2 separate regions of the Mus musculus genome follow, and region 1 is linked to region 2. The links are chromatin contacts, called in public Hi-C maps. All regions are on one chromosome and are shown on one strand. The core of a region is the stretch at or near the end of the contact, and the rest is flanking DNA. Distances in the headings are between cores, read along the strand shown. Region 1 overlaps Arhgap6 (Rho GTPase activating protein 6). Region 2 overlaps Arhgap6 (Rho GTPase activating protein 6).

What was found. A called contact is a pair of places that touch in the nucleus more often than the background predicts.
Region 1: a contact with region 2 is called in a Hi-C map of the G1E-ER4 cell line, with 3 times the contacts expected there. The contact joins two enhancer-like sites. A contact is called at or near these places in 4 of 484 Hi-C or Micro-C datasets (the G1E-ER4 cell line, the HL-1 cell line, LSK cells and 1 more) and 1 of 9 other capture datasets (pancreatic islet).

What each region holds. Positions count from the first base shown.
Region 1 is chrX:169,217,187-169,223,307 of GRCm38.p6, reverse strand. It overlaps Arhgap6 (Rho GTPase activating protein 6), which reads right to left. Exons shown (of 13, transcript NM_009707.4): 2 at 2,951-3,110. Among named protein-coding and RNA genes, the nearest start is that of Amelx, 33 kb to the right of the region's middle. Within about 2 kb of position 3,082, at least 8 of the 459 cell types and tissues checked have an H3K27ac peak or open chromatin away from gene starts, as enhancers often do. A contact at or near this core is called in the G1E-ER4 cell line, where this site is marked.
Region 2 is chrX:169,105,896-169,111,886 of GRCm38.p6, reverse strand. All of the region lies in intron 1 of Arhgap6 (Rho GTPase activating protein 6), which reads right to left. Among named protein-coding and RNA genes, the nearest start is that of Amelx, 78 kb to the left of the region's middle. Within about 2 kb of position 4,241, at least 63 of the 459 cell types and tissues checked have an H3K27ac peak or open chromatin away from gene starts, as enhancers often do. A contact at or near this core is called in the G1E-ER4 cell line, where this site is marked.

The sequences.
Region 1 (6,121 bases), core at 1,833-4,332, 110 kb before region 2:
ATCAGGAATAGTATCATTTCTTTAGGTTCTAGACCCTGGATGTTGTGCTTATCTCCCTCAGGGAAATTACTTTCCCAGTGAATATAACGCTATTTAGAATGTCTACTTTGGGGTATGCATGGGGATTAAGTGGCCACATCGGTCTATAGCTGCTATTATAGTGTGTGGCACTTGTCACACATTCAAACAAGCTCAGCCGATATTCCACATCTATAAATCACCTACCCCAAACAATGTTTCCAGAAATTCTAACCCTTTACAACTTTTTCCCTCTTCCATAAATAATAAAACTTATTTGTAAACTGTTAAATCCTATTTTGATAGAAAGTATGGAAATATCCCACATGCCCTGGCAAAATTTTGTAACAGCTCAGTATTATGAATCATTCCTTGAGGGGATTTGGAACCACATAGTTATAGACAAAGCCTCTAGCCGACAAGTTTTATAGCAGTTCTATTAGGTAATGGTATTTACTTTAATGGCCTCTTTCAAAATCAGGAACAAGGAAACACATCAAATTAACTAGATTTTAAAGTAATGCTATAAAGAATAATCTCTTTCCTGATAGCTTATCTCATGTGCATTAAATTCAAAGCCTTTTCAAAGTTATCATGTCCTTCAGTATAAACTCTGTTTGCTAAAATTTCCACTTTCTTAGGAATGCAAAGAATGTTTGTGTTCATGAAAAGGAGATAGTCCTATTGGTGATGATTACATAGGGCACTTGTGAGCTAAGTGGGTGGGAAAAAGATAAGCTTCTCCTATACCCTCCGAAAGCAAGGCCAGGAAAGACAAGAAAGCCTGGCTGTAAATGAAACAGTAGCATGACATTATCATCTCTAGTACAGGTTCTGCAAGTACAGGAGAACGTCTCATCAGTGTGGAGGGTATCTATGTGTGAGATTCATGTGAAATGGATTGACAGAGAATGGGAATGATAACTACAAATGTCGTGGCAATGGGGGAGAAGAAAAAAGCAAAACAACCATGACTTCTGTTACTGACATCTACATTCTGCCCATCAGTAGACACCCTCTAGATTGGTTATGAACTCTGTCACATCCTCCAACAGAGTATCAGAGATTTCAGCCTAAAGAAAAAGCAAAGCATGGCTCAGAGACTCACTATCCAATGTCAAACTCTGTATTCCAAAATTTGTCCTATTTGTAGCGTCAATAACCAACTTTTCTATTGCAAAGGTAATTGCCTAAGTTCAAATGGCTAGTGTGAGAATGGAGGGATGATAAGATGGGTACTTAGGTTCTAGACTTTAGACTCCTAAACTAGTACACCCAAGTCAAAAAGCAAAACAAAATAAACAAAAACAAAGCCTAGACCCATCACCACCATGAATGAAAGAATATTGAGCATATGCTTGTATGTAAGGTGAAATGGCTTAGCCTAGGTCCTGAATATTTGGGACCTGATAATGACAGTGAAGGAAGGTTGTCATATGTATTATAGGTGATTTATCAATATTTCTGACTTGAACCCACTTGATGACAATAGAACCTTCTCCCAAAGTATGACAGCCAAATGGATGGCCAGAAATTGGCAGATGTCCTCTGGGAGATGAAAGGCAAGATCAGCTCTACTTGAGAACCACATTGTACATGCATGCACGTGCACCTGTGCATGTGCACACACACACACACACACACACACACATACACATACACATACACATACACATTATATATTATGATAGTTGTTTTTCTGTTAATGTATGGATACAACTAAATATCCGAGATAAACAATTTAAAAGGCATACATATATATGGTGTTACAAGTTTTAGTCCATGGTCACTTGGATCCCCTGTTTCTGGGCTTATTTTGAGGCACGTTGTGGTAGAACAAAACTGCATGGTTTATGATGGCAAGTAGGCAGACTGTCAGAGAGGAGGCCTTGCTTGGACTAGACTCAGTTTCTTCCCTCTAAGTACCATCCCCTCCAGTTTTCACCACCTCCAGACAATCCACTCCTTCATGCATTTTGTCAGTGGGTTAACCTATTGATAAAAGTCAGAGCCCCTGGAATCCCGTGGCGTCCCTAAAGCCTTACCTCAGCAATACAGATAAAGCCTTCTACACAGGAACCTATGAGGAATTTTGAGATGAAGTAGAATATGCATGTATTCATGTACTTATCTGATGAATAAATATTAATAACATGTCTACCTTCCAGACACTTGCCTACATTCTTCTGCTTTCATTTTTTGTTTTAAGCCCACTGGTCAAAACTCTTTATGAACAAGTTTACTATAGTTTCAATAATAAATTACAGTTTTTTTCATTCTGCCTCAAGTTAGTTTTCTCTGTCATGCAATTATAAAAACTGCCTTTGCAGATGACAGTAATCATTCAGAGACAGCTTTCTATGGACTAAATGAATTCAGGTCCCTTCTTCTCAGGTCTGTGGGAATCAGGCCTTGTGTTAAAGTACCAGGAAAGCAGTGTGCCTGGACTCAAGTGTCACAGTAACAAAATACTACCGAGACTGGCTACAAATGAAGTTCTTGGCAATAATGTTTCAGATTCTCAGTGTGTAAGGGATCAAACCTGCAAGCTTAATAACAGATCTGAGACATTCTTCCTAGATAGTTATTTTGAAATCAAGTTGTCTCAGCTTTTCTTCCAAACTTTTTAGTTGACCTTTCTATAAGCATTCTTCTTGGTTGATGTGAATCCATGAAAACTTTTGAGTTATGCCTGGCTTTCCTCCCCCAACCCCCAGTTAACCTTTTTAAAAAATATTTAGCCAGCATGTACATTGTCTTGTTTGTACATGTCTTTCAAAATGGGCAGGGATGCCAGCTATCCACTAAGAAGCTGTAGTTTCCACTCTGTGTTAATGCTAGCCGTGAGAATAATGTGCAGCCTGTGGCTTTGGCAGAACAGGTGGCTGGCAGACCCCCCACAGAAAGGCAGATCATGCAAACAGGGCCTTACCTTTGGGGATGGTGATCTGACAGCCCAGGTCACAGTCCTGCTGCAACTGATAAAAAGCCACTTCCTGCAGTCGTGCCCGCTCCAGCTCTGAGAGGCTCTGGATGGGGACTGACCTCAGGCGCACGCTACGACCAGACATGCTGTTCCAGGTGAAGTCACCCTGCCGGCCAAGGGAAAAACAAGAAGCGTTACACAGTTCACTCATTTGTCACAAACTTCCTTCTCTCTTAGGCAGAAACAGAGGCAAACAGATTTCACATTTGTGTTCCATAGTTGGCTCTCTAGTCCTCAAACCAAATCCTGTCTTAGTTTAGTATGCATTTTCTTAGTCCGTTGCAAAAAATCAAAACATAACCTGGCTTCTGGGTTAAAAGTTCTCATTTGATGGCGCATGCATAGGTTAAGGAAAACCATGTGCTTGTGAGGAACCTACTTCCTCTATATATGTATGTATATATATATATATATATATATATGGGAAATATATTTTTGTGTGTATTTTCATAACAGGAAAAACTGTGCTAGTACTTTCTATTATGTGCATTTCATAGAGGGAACAATTTTTTTTTTTTGCGAGAGTACGGTGTATCATTGTTTGTGCTGTATGCTTTTTTATTCGTCTAGCAACTCGTTGAGGTGATCAGCATTTTTTTACATTACCAATATCATAATTGTAGCATTGAATAAATTATATTGCAAAATTATACTATATAACAATATGATTTTATTTAGTATCCTAGGGGATCTATTTTAGGAGTCCCTGCAGATATTAAAATATATACGTGCTCAAGACTTTGTGATTTGCATTTTTCCCTGGATAAGAAACAATAAATATGTTTGTAACTTTAAATTTTGTTTAATTTTTGTTTATTTGGGGGTATGTGTGCAGGCACAGTTGTGTCACAGTACACTTATGGAGATCAGAGGACAACTTGACACAATACGTTTTTTTTTTTTCTTGTGTTCTGGAATTCCTGGAATTAAACTCATATCCCTGACACTAGTTTACTCAGTGATCCATCTTGCTAGCCCGTTTTCATCTTTAAGATATGAAATTTGAATATTTAAGGAAGCTCTTTTTTGTTATCTAAGTGTAAAAATAAAATTACATATCCCTTTGAAAAAGTATTTAAAAAGCTGTTCTATAGAGGATTCTACTACCTTTTAGCTGATATTGGCAGCCTCTGTTTTTACCAAGGGTCATAGAGTAATATTTCATTCCTTGTGGGCCCTCTTGATCCTGTTTCAATAACCTAACTGCCTCTGGGACATTCAAGTAGCCATAGATAATTTATAAAAGAATTATGTTGTGGCTTATTTGATAAAACAATTTACAAAACTATATAGCGGGCTACATTTGGCTAGTGGTCTACATACATTCTCCCAATCTCAAAACTATAATTTATGAATGAAATTAACTGATTCATAACATTCCTACCATGTTTTTATTATTCTATCCTCATGGCTAATTCAAACAATATTCAATAGTACGTACCTCATAGTAAGCACTGTAGTAGGCCTGAGATTATTCAGATAACAGTATAGCCTCTGTCCTTAAAGTGTTACCTTTCAGGTAGCAAGAACACAATCTAGAAACTAGACATATTATGATCTTAGAAACATGTGTCAAATGCAATGGCTGCCTAGAAGACAGAGCGTTACCATCTGTCTGTAGATCAATGAAGGCATTGTAGAGAAGGTAATGTTTTGATGGAGACTTGAAAATTGACTAAGAAAGATAAGGGTTTTCCCAGCACAAATGAGGAAACAGACTTATTCTATACATCTGGAAAGATAGAAATAGCAGCGAGCAAAACAAAGCACAAGTCTAGGCCAGACTCCTTAAAGTTTTCTGTGTAAGCAATGCAAAGTAGATTTTCGTTTTTTTTTCTCAATAAATACCAGTATATGAGGAACACTGACTAAAAGAGGAACACAATCAGATCTGAAAAGGAAAGAGGGGTGCTAAGAAATGTCTTAAAACACTCAGGGGGAGAACACATTGAAAATAAAGAGATAAGAAGTGCAGAAATATTGGGCAGCAGGGCATGATGGTGTATATATGTGAGCTCAGTACTGGGGACTCAGAGCCTAGAGGATCTTGGGTGTGAGGATACCCTGGGCTATGTAAACTCTATCTGAAAAAGCCCCCCCCCCACAGAGAGAGAGAGAGAGAGAGAGGGGGGGGGGATAGAGAGAGAGACACACAGAGACAGAGACAGAGAGACAAAGAGAGACAGAATGAATCATTCATAAATTATAGTTTTGAGATTGGGAGAATGTATGTAGACCACTAGCCAAATGTAGCCTGCTATATAGTTTTGTAAATTGTTTTATCAAATAAGCCAGAGACAGAAAGACAGAGACTAATCATTTTGACTCAAACTTGGAAAGATATTCCAATGAGAAATGAAGAGAGAGGAAGAGAAACAGAGGAAGGCAGAGACAGAGACAGAGACAGAAATCTGGAGAGAGGGGGCTGGACACAATGAACTGTCTTATAATGCATGAAGCATTTCTGCACTGTAAATGTCTATCTGATTCAAAATACTAATATTTCAGAGGATGAGGAACCCTGACAGGGTATATATTAGATCTGCTGTTAAGCTCGAATATGGAGAATCCCCTTAAAATAATGGTGCCAGGAAATCTTATCATTTATACATTTTGTTATCAGAGGCATGAACTATGTATTTTACGAATATCATTTAGGATTCTTTATGTTATGCACATAAGAAAAATCCTAAGAGCTATTTTTGAACCAGCTTCAAGAAACACAAATACCACAAAATAATACATAATAAACAAACAAAAACCTCAATAAAATAGAGTTTTGTTTAACTGGAGAGGACCTCACCAACAATGTCAACTAAAGAGATTTCTTTCCCATCAAAAGTCTATGTATCCACATTTAGTTAAAAGAATTAAAAGGCAAACCCAAAACTCAATGTCTATGTTTTATTTAGAAAGGTAATTCTTTTGGGCTGATCTGCAAATCTTTACAAACAGATTTGAGTTTACCATGAAATAAAATTGATTGAAATAATTTTGGTTGAGCCTACAGCAAGCTGTTTTGTTATGTGTTTAGGGCTTCTCTATAATTGGAGTATCTCTTTAACCACACCCAATAATAAACTGGCCAATCCAAGAGGGCCAGGAAGGGATTGATAT
Region 2 (5,991 bases), core at 2,992-5,491:
AGCATCAGTGCATTCAGCAGGAGCAGGACAACTTTTCCAAATTAATTTAAAGACAGCACAAAAAGAAGTGCAGACAAGAGTACTGAATGAATAATATATCAGCTTGGCACTCTAGCTTTCCTAGTTAATCATTCCCAAGTATAAAATAGTCCAGGACCCACGGGAAATCTGAAATCAAGTAATAGAAGATTTGAGTGGGTTCCTTAAAATAAATGCCTGAGAATGATCTTTCCATTGGCCTATAAAATATAGACTCACTCATAGGAAGACAGTATCATCTATAAATACTTGTTAGAATATGGTAGTTTAAACTCCATGTCATATAGGTCAAAGAAACTGACTAAATTAGTGATGTTAGTGTGGTGGTTGAATAGGAATGGTCCTCACAGACTCAAGTGTTTGAACGCTTGGCCCATAGGAAATGACACTCCTAGGAGGTATGGCCTTAGTGGAGTAGGTGTGGCCTTGCTGGAGGAAGTGGGCCACTGTTCGGAGGTCTTTGAGGTTTGATATTCACAAGCTAGCCTTTTATGGCACAGAGTCCCCTTCTGCAGCCTTCAGATCATGATGAGGGACTCTCAGCTACTTCTCCAGCACCATGTCTGCCATTCTTCCCAACATGACAGTAATTTACTAAACTCTGAACCTGTAAACCAGCTCCAATTAATTGTTTTCCTCCTTCTAAGAGTTGCCATGGTCATGGTGTCTCTTCAAAGCAATATAAACCCTAATTAAGACAGTCTGAAAAAAATAATATTTCTGTGAAAACATTTTTTTTCCATTCAGGAATGCATAATTACTCAGTTCACCCATGAGAAGAAGAGATTTCATTAAATCATAAGGGAAAGAGGAAATTATATTTACTTGACATATTAATCCTGTAAATTATATTGTAATTCTATAAAAATTGAAGATAACCCAAACAATTTCACTTTGTTTATACATTTTGTCAATAATTCATTTAATCTATAATAAGATTTATTAACATGTATATCAGTACCAAGTCTGTTATCAGTATATTGCAATTCATTGGTTATGATTAAATTAGCTTAACTTATGTTAGACAGTGTAGTATTGTTTTGGCTTCACCCTCAAAACTACATGTGCACTTTTGTCTTTAACATGCATGGCCTTCCACTGATCTTACAGGTTCCAGATTTGTCTTCTTTCTCTTGCTTCCTTTAGCACCTATAAAACGGTTTCATTAAATCCAGTTATCTATTTACTACTCAGTTACATGGATACTATTTGCCATTGAATTCTATGTATTTATATGTATTTAATGATAACTGTTTCCCTTCAATATCTCACTTTGAATATCTATTGAAACAAGAAAAAATGCATGCCATCTGTATGTACAGTCTTCTGTGTGTGAATGTGAGTGCCCACGAAGGTTAGAAGTGGCTGCTGGACTCCTTGGAGCTAGAGTTATGGGCAGTTAAACTACCTTATGTGGATAGTGGGAGATGAACTCATGCCCACTGGAAGAGCAGTGTATGATCCTACTAATTAATGAGCTGCCTCTGAAGCTCACTGTTTGCTTTTCTAAGATGGCTGCTCGATGCTACAATAATAAGGCCAATCAAAATGCTTGAACCAAAGCACTTTGAAATCAAAATGCTTAACACTATCTTCTAGAGTAAGTTAAGGGAAGTGAAACTTCTTGGGTCATCACTCATTTGATGTTAACAAGAAAACCCACATGCGTGCTGCACTAGAGCTTGTTTATTAGATTGGATTCTGTTGTGACGAATACATGCTATTTCAATTTTTAGCTCAGACAAGCAAATTTTCTCACACCATTACACACAGCCAAATATATAACTTTCAGATGGCTTTCTCAACACTCTTTATTCAAAGTGAGGATAATATTTACTTAAAGGATTCTTACCAAATACAAAAAGCTACTGGCCATTTGCATGTTTGGATGAAGGAATTAATAAAGTGATGCACGTGTGGCAGTTGGTTTATTATCACAGAGACACATAACATTTTATCAATCAAATGTTGACTAAGCTTGGTTTATAACGATTTTTCCATTACCCAGATGCAGCCAAAGAAATATGAGCAAATTTCCTGAATTTTCCTTTCAAGAAAAAAAAATTAAGAAGGAATGACTTGCATATCTTCCTGTGTTCATTGTCACATCTCAATGTGGTTGTCTAAAACTAATCCAGCCCCTCACGCCACCAGCCTGAGCATAGCATGAAAAGAACACACAGAAGGATAGATCCTCACAGCCTATATATAGATTCTCTTACATGCTCTACTTTGGCTTCTGTTACATTTCAATTTTCAGGCTGATTAATCTCCTGAGAGGGTGAAATGTTCTCTTACTTGCAGATGAATAGCCCCTAATACATTTGGCCCATCTAATCAAGCTTCCAATTTTAAAGACAGGAAATTCCACTACCACCCTTGTTATATGATGCTACAAGTTAAAATTTTTAGAATTGTGAATGGACAACAAATTGTATATGTATATGTACACACACACACACACATATATATATATATATATATATATATATATATATATATGATGTGTGTGTTCGTATGTGCAGCATGCATGCCAGCTACAATACACTCTTGCAGGTAACAAGACAGCATTTGGAATCAGTTCTTTTCTTCCACTGTGAATTCCAGGGATAAAACTGAGATATAAAAATTCAGCCTTGACTAGGCTTGTCTATGGAACCATCTCACCCCACCCCCCAATCGCTATTTAATCACTTTAGTCGGTACATATCTCAATGACTGTCTTTAGAATATTAAGCAATGTGGATTACTAGAATGATGTATTGTTATCTTTGGGCCCAAAATAAAAAGTAGTAAAACAATTACAAAATTCATTGCATATATTAGATTCCCAATCATTAAAAGACCTTTGTTCATTTATATCGAATGTAGAAAGTCACATTGCATTTCTCCATTAGGTAGTCAAAATAAACAATTACAATGGTTTTGATTATTGTTTTTGTCATTTACTGGAACTGTGATATACAGCAAACAATTCACACTGAAAGATCAGCTTCTTTTTATATTAGGGGCAATAAGCTGGATAGATTACCCAGGAGTTAAGGATACATACTGCTGTTGTAAAAGACTCAAGATTAGTTCAAGGACCCATAGTGGGCGATTCAAAACCACCTATATTGCCCCATTCAAAGGACCTGGTGCCTGCTCTCTGTGGGCACATTCACTCATGTATACATACCCACAAATAGATACAAAGACCTACACAGAATTAAAAATACAATTTTGAAAAGGTAGAAATGTAAGAAGGAGGGATACTTTTTTCCTTAGCTTCTTAAGTTACCACAACAAGTAACATTGAGTGGCTTGCTTGGTTTAAATGATAAGCCATGGATTTCTCACAGTTCTCTAAACTGAAATCCTGAGATCAAGGTATTAGTATAGTCAAATTTTAGTGAAGACACTTTCTGATGTACAGACAGCTGCCTGTCCTCTGTGTCTAAACATGGCAGAAAAACTCTGCGTTATTCTAAGAACACTCAGCTCATTATGATCACACCCTCCTTACCACAATCTAAACCAAATCACCTGTTGTATGCTCCATCTAAAATCTCACCACATTCAGAGACAGAATTACAGAATTTCAGGAAGGTGCACAAGTATTCAGTTCCTTACACCATCTTTTCTAAGGTGTATGTGAAGGTTAAAGGCAACATAAAGGGTAATGGTAAGTGTTATAACATTTTACTTAATAAGTGGCACTGGTTGTGTCACTAGCAACCATTGAGGACATAAAGAAGTCAAAGTATATAACTGAAATGTTCATTCATCACTCCATTCAGATATATAGATAAGCCTCCAAATTTCAAAAACACTAAAGGCAAAATGAAATTTATAGCAGTCTTCTAAGCTGAAGAATAAAGGGTACATGCCAAAGAACGATAAAGTAGAAACTAGCACACAACAGATGATACAACTATACAGAAACCAGGGAAGAAGGGGTTGCGGGGAAACAAGACTAGAGTGAAGTAGGACGTTGAGAGAGTTTTAAAAGTTAAGTGTTTATCAGTGAGCTATGCCTTGGAGTACTGTGTGCAATGGTATTTCATTTTTCACAAAAGCTAAAATGTGATTTTTCTCTTACATTCTTTCCCTTGTACTTTTACAATGGTGTTGTCATGCTTGAAATAGTGAAGCCTGACTGTAGCATTGAAACTGCAGTCACTGACAGGGTGAAATAAATGCATCTACTATGACAGGATAGGAGATCTGTGATGGAAATGTGCTTAAGAAGCAGATGAGAAATCTAATGCTTGCAGGGACGACCACAACATAGTGTTTAGAAAGATAAGAGTAGAAATAAAAGGAAGCTGTGGGGATAAAAAGGAACAAAGTTTGACAGAAAGAAGCATTTGCAGGTTGGAGAGATGGCTCAGTGGTTAAGAGCACTGGCTCATCTTCCTAAAGAACCTGGGTTCAAGTCCCAACACCCACATTGCAGCGTATAACTGTAACTCCAGTAACCACTGCACAGAGACAGACATTCAGGCAAAACATCAGTGCTCATAAAAAATAAATACATTTGTTTAAAAAAAATATTTTGAAGAAGCAGAAGAAGGAGCAGCAGCAGAGGCATTTGGCTTGAAAGGCTACAGAGTTTAAATGCAGTAAGAACTGAGCATATGACTTTGCAGGTGATGGCTCCCACAAACTGGAGAAAAAGAGACACAAAAGAATGACGATACACAAGCTACCTTGGCAGAGGGCTGAAGAAAAGACAAAGATCATATATGAGCCATCCTTAATAGATATACAGTTGTAAAAGAGAATGGGTTTTAGAAGAGGATTTTGTTTGTTTGTTTGTTTGTTTGTGTGGTTGGTTGGTTTTTTGGTTTGTTTGTTTGTTTAACAAGGCAGAGACTTAACATGATATAACAGCAAAGAAGAACAATTTTGAAGCTACAGGTACAATTGGATGATAGGAAGCAGGACTATATAGAATTTGAATAAAATGACATACATTGTCCTCTGAGATCAGAGGAATTGAGATCTGTAGTTCCTGTGTTTGATTCATATATGATAACTCTTTTATTATAATGACAAATTGACCCAGTACGTTCATCTGCAACTAAAAGAATAGAATAGAAAGGCGGTCAAAAAACGTGTTTTAACGTTACAAAGCATGTACTACATCAAGGTTATAGCTTTTAATAATTTGCCATGAGTTGTTGCACTTTCTGGATCTTGAACCCATTATCACAAGAGCATTGATGTGGCTGAGCTTCTGGAAGTGACTGACAGATCTTGTGCTCATAGCTGGTTAATGAATCACCCAGGAAGCACGAGAGGCCAGGATGTTACCTCCTCCAGACCTGGGGCTTTCAGGCATCTGCCCTATCAGGCAGGCACATCTGCTTCTCCACAAGAAGGAAACAAAGCTAGAAGAGAGGGTTAGCTGGCAAAGCCACAAGGTCAAGCCTTGGCCTCTCCTTCCTGACTTCCCGCATTGACCTGGACTGAGCTACATGACCTGACTTGTAGCAACTCTGCATACTGCAAAAGAACTAAATCAGGAGCCACTGTAAGTTCCTCTTTCCAAACTTGCAGAATGTCCTCTGATTCACTTACTCACAAACCTCAGTTGGCCTCCTCCTATGTGTCAGACACTGCCCTAGGCTCAGAAAAAAGTATAGTGGTTACAGAAAAACTTTTCTGTGTAGTATTGATCGCCACAGTTCTTGCACAAGGACTAATTATTAATAAGGCCTCTGACTGTTTATCTAAATGGATGCATCTGTAACCCTTGCGTAGCATATTGGATTACTGTTTACAGAGGGTGAGCTTGCTGTTTATTTCTCAGCATGGAAGATACACATGTTGTACTTTTCATTTACAAGGTACAGCTCAGAGAAAACAAAGCCCCAGAATAAATCCTTCTTTCTAAAATCCACAGAGGATGATGAGCTCTGAAACTGACAAGTGTTCTAATTTTTACTATGCCCATTCAGTTCAGGC